Regions from separate parts of the Salmo salar genome. Here region 2 is linked to region 1. A link is a contact called in public Hi-C data. All regions are on one chromosome and are shown on one strand. The core of a region is the stretch at or near the end of the contact, and the rest is flanking DNA. Distances in the headings are between cores, read along the strand shown. Region 1 holds the start of mboat2a (membrane bound O-acyltransferase domain containing 2a). Region 2 holds the start of itgb1bp1 (integrin beta 1 binding protein 1).

Region 1 (2,559 bases), core at 21-2,520:
CCCCCTTTGTTCAGGGACACATTATTCCATTTGTTAGTCACATGTCTGTGGAACTTGTTCAGTTTATATGTCTCAGTTGCTTAATCTTATGTTCATACAAATATTTACACATGTTAAGTTTGCTGAAAATAAACGCAGTTGACAGTGAGTGGACGTTTATTTTTTGGGCTGAGTTTAGATGCTGCTGTACACACCTCCAGGGCATCTCTGGAGGATACAGTTTGATATGGTTGTGACATACCAGTGACACAGCAGAGGAGCAGTGAGGCCCGCTGTTAGTGTGTGCGTGTGCTTGAGTACAACGTCAAAACAACTACTCACTATATTGTTTGATTGATAGGCACATATTGCAATAGTTATCAATGGACCACACCTTGTTACACAATTGGTGGGCTACGTCAGCCGTCTGACACGAATGGTGGTAGTCTAATCGCATTAAAACGTGAAGCGATTAGCCAGGAGACACTGTATCAATTTAATTGATTAAAGGGATGACGAATTAGGCCTACTCGGTTGAGAGGATTTTTCATTTGTAGACCAGCTTTGTCTGCTTGAGAAAAAAAAAATGGAGTGGTTAAGCTACAAGTTTCGCAACACTGACGCAGCCAAGCTGGAAATAGTGTTGAATTAATTTAACTTTCAATAAGCAAGGCCTATGTAACGTTATTATACGGTTGACAATCCAAAAACATTCAGTAATGCGCGAGGTAAAGCTAACCAATTCTCCAACCGCTTCATAAATGTAAAGAATATTAGTAAGTCTAAGAAATGTTACAATAATGCAACGATCTCTAGTGAATTAAAAGTCTCTGACGTTCTGATTTTAAGACAGCATTCAATCAGGTTATTTCAGCTAGCACGGTACGATGTAGCTCTCGAAAACTAGGCGGCATTCTGATCAGGGGCTAACTACAACGTAGCGAAGCTCACCACTTCCTACAGAAAACATGCTTCCTACAGTAACAAGTCAACGCCAAGGAGATAGAAACCAATTTAAATTCCCGACTTTTACCTGGTCTAGCGGAAGATTGATTATCTCGCTTATGGGCTGCAGTAAATTGGAGCCAGTGCAGGACGATGTCGTTTCGGTAGCCATGATTGAGTCCGTGAATCCGTGCTCCCCTTCACCGTCGCAGATTCACTCTCCTCCGCTGATAACGTGCTTTTGCTGCTGCGAAGGAGTACCAGGCTTGATGGTTGTCTTCTGCGTTCCAACACCACCAAAAGCCACAGTACCAACGACAACAAAGACAGTATGGGCGGAGGGATATATTCCCAGCCCCCCATGACATCTCTGGGCCTATGGTGTGGGGAAAGTGGTTTTAAATGACCAATCAGATTTGTGGGTGGAGCAGAAACGATGATGTACATTTTTCCAAACGAATCAAATGATGCCGATATCTCATGTGGACTCCTCCCATGCACATATGTGGCATTCCACTTGGAGAAGAGAATATGCATGTTTTTCGTTTTTATCCTTTTCCCTTTTTCTTTCTAAAAGTATAATGGATGTATATTATAGTCCAGTTGGGGTCGGTAATGCAACACATATTGGATACCAACCGCCGTTAAACTCCGAAGAAGAAGAGAAATTGTGCTTTCAAAACAACTCGGAACCTTCAAGTAAAAATGTGCGAACGATTTTTGCATAGAGCTTCTTATAGGTTTACTCCGATACTTTGCAAACATGAAACTCGGAGTTCATTGGTCCTTTCAAGACAACTTGGAAGTTCCGCAGTTGTCTTGAAAGCGGCCCAGTTTTCTGAGTTTCCAAGTGTGACATTTCCGAGTCTTGAGTTGTTTTGAGTACAGCGTTCCATTTTCTGCCTTCAGGATGAACGTTCAGCAGAACAATTTTACAAAAATTATTAAAATGTCTTACAGTATCAGGAAAATGTTTTTACTGTGTATCTTCTGCTTCCCCTCTGTTGTTGTCCCATTGAGCTTGGTTTAATTTTTGGATGACCATAAGAAACTATTACCTGCCAAAACTGGTTTCATTTACTTATTTGGAATCTGTTTTGTCTCCAGGGTGAAAGCAGGCTAAATTGAACATTTCAACTGCTACTGCTTTATTTGAGTGTAAACTACAGATTCAGTGTGTGATTTCCATCTGGTGGCCATTTTTAGACAAAAAAAAACAAATCAATACATTGCAACAATGCTGACAAATATGCCTGCATTGCACATCACATATGGCACATTCACCTTATATACCATAATTAAATTGCATTCTGCCCAGTGATGCTCTCCCCATAAACTGTGTAAGTGTTTATAATTGGACCCTCACTGAAAACAACAATATCGTCCAACGGGGTTATCACAAATTTGTTTCTGATGAATTGTACGTAATCTGAACTATTATTTTGGGTTGACAAGGTGATATGGGTATTTCTATATTTTTTTTCACCAGTTCAAGCAGGATTGAAATGACCATAATGGACTCTCTGGTAGCACTTAGTTTTATGATACAGAAATTACCAGGTATGTGGGTTACTTAGAAATTACATATTAAAAAGGCAATTACAACCTTAAGTATAACCTATGAATTATTTATTT
Region 2 (2,559 bases), core at 20-2,519, 150 kb after region 1:
GGTGGTAATAAAGAGTCATTTCTCCATCCGATCAATTCCGCCCCTTCGGCTCAACCATCTTAGCATTTGTTTGTTATTCACCACATGGGAAGCCATCTCGTATGAGACATGGTTACTTTGTCCAGACAGAGTTGTCTTTTAACATGAATGAAAGCCACTGTCAGATGTGAGGGATCTTCTAATGAGGTTATAATCAGTCTAACCCGTCTGTCTGTCTGTATGTCTGCCCCCCCCCAGAGACTATGTAGACAGGTGAACGCAACACAAGGGAAGCGCAAAGGAAGCTCCCTATTGGAGGACTAGGTGGAGCTTCCACCATACTGATTACATCTATCCACTTCAGATCAACTAGAGGGCATCAAGGGACGAGGGAAGATCCACATTTTCTGGGTTTGGAATTTAGACCATGACAGTGTAGTCTGTAATGTAATGTATAATGGCCCACCTTGCTCTTGGTACTGATCTCACTGCTTTGGGAGCTGCTGCTGCTGTGACGCTTTTTGACCTTCCGGAACATTCTTCACCATGACGGCCAACACTCCACCAGCCCCCAGCAGACACCACTGTCTGGTGAAGACAAGGAGATTTTGTTGTGATGGTCCCAGCACTACACAGGGCAATCAATCCATGTGAATTGGCTTGTGGTCTACAGACACTAGAGAATGAGATGAACCCATCCACCAGTTGTGAAGGTGGTGGTGAGACATGTATTACAAAGTTATTACAAAGAATAGTAGTATTTACTTCCGAAATAAAAAATTATAATTTTGAAATATCGTTTTGAAATGGAATTCCATACATAAATATTGTGTGACATTATGAGACTAACTGCTGCCACACAGTGAATGCATAATATTCAAGTCCTGCATACTACCACTCCCACCGTCACAACTCAAGAGCTTTCTCCAACTTATTAAGAATCAACAGGCTGACACACGCGCGTCCCTGCAAATGGTGTCTGGAGTCGGCTGGCACTCAATGAAAGTCCATTGTCCCGAACTTTGTCAATGAATGCCCCGTGTAACGGAAACCTGTTGCTATGATAAACAATTTACCCCACCCACACCCTTATCGACGTATCCGCACACGCTCAAAAAAAAGGTTGAAATGATCGTGTATTTTTACAGAAAATGCCAAACGGGAGCACTACGCACAAACACACAGGGCATACCTCAGTTTGAAACTTGTTCTAGGCCAGTTTGGGGCTGTTTTGGGGTGTTGTTCATCAAAGGAGCAGGGCTGTGGCTCTTTCTGTGTAGGCGAGAGCGCGACTCGCATAGACACTTCACTTCCTCTGCAGTTCCACCCAACACCACATTAAAGGGGACGCAACTTAGTTATATTTCTATCAATATTGTCAACTTTGTTACTTTGTAACAAATAACGCGGCCGCTCCACCCACAGGTGCAATATTGTAACAAAGTATGAACATGAATTGATACTTTTGTTTCAGCTGCCACAAACACGAGTCTACGGTGTGATGTTGCTTTTTAAAACCGTGATTGAATTGAGCGCTAAAAACTAAAAGTTCTAAACCAATGTATATTCAGTATCTATCAATCAAAATATGAAAAGGTTTTCTAAGATGAGCAAATCATTTCATTATGTCGGAACTAAAAAGATGGCTTGAGTGTTCTTCGGTCTTATTTTGACGACATGTGTGCGCCAGACGGAAGTTCACACAAACATATGTCTGAAGGGAACTCTCAATGGAGAATATCATCATTATCCAGGTCATGTTTTTTTTTTTATATATAAATACTGTACTACTGCTATGAATGTACCACTGGAATACGTTACTTCTGCAGCATGGCTGTAAAACGTAAAGCAGATATGTCGGAAACCCACGGAGAAGTGCTGTGCCGAAAATCACCCCCCTGACAGAACCCCCCCTTCTAATTTCCTTAATTTTGTGGCTAGAGTCGAACAACTATGGCTGAATTATTATCCTTACACTTTCAAAAATCGTAGTCGAATAAGACATGGGAGAGATGACGAATTTTGGCAAAGAGATGTATTTATAGACTAATACAAATCAGTAGCGGATGTTGGTACGGGCGACATTGGCAGCCGCCCAGGGCGGCACTGGGCGGCCCCGGGTGCGGGCGCTGAAGGGGGGGGTTCGCCCAGCTACCACGCCGGGCACGTCCTTAGTGCAGCCATGATCGAGATTGCCGGAGATAAGGTAGGGAGTGGATTGAAGTATTGTGATGATTGAACTTCTTAATTTGTGTTTAGGTTTCCTCTGAAGTACACAACTGTACACAATATACTGTATGATGTGATATTGTTATTGTGTTACAGTTATTCTATTCTAATGCCTGTCTCTGGTAATCACAATGACAGTCCTCTGTGTTGGGGATGAATTATTCAACAACAACAATTCTCTCTCTCCCTAGCTGTATTCTCTCGCCAGGAGGACAGACATCTTAATGGCTGCCGAAATCCCCAGTGTCAAACCTGACATCCTCATCATATTATGTAACCAATAGTCAGTAAGCACGGTGATATTTTGTCCTTTACACATTGGCAGATGGGTTAAAACATTTCTCTCTCTCT

What was found. Hi-C and Micro-C count contacts between places; a contact is called where the count stands out from the background.
Region 2: a contact with region 1 is called in a Hi-C map of gill, with 3 times the contacts expected there. The contact joins the promoter of itgb1bp1 here to the promoter of mboat2a in region 1. A contact is called at or near these places in 2 of 3 Hi-C or Micro-C datasets (gill and muscle).

The regions. Positions count from the first base shown.
Region 1 is chrssa09:11,125,927-11,128,485 of Ssal_v3.1, forward strand. mboat2a (membrane bound O-acyltransferase domain containing 2a) reads right to left here and starts at 1,271. Exons shown (of 13, transcript XM_045723373.1): 1 at 1,013-1,271. The coding sequence starts at 1,096.
Region 2 is chrssa09:11,272,567-11,275,125 of Ssal_v3.1, forward strand. itgb1bp1 (integrin beta 1 binding protein 1) reads right to left here and starts at 1,270. Exons shown (of 7, transcript NM_001141278.2): 1 at 1,172-1,270; 2 at 446-567. The coding sequence starts at 517.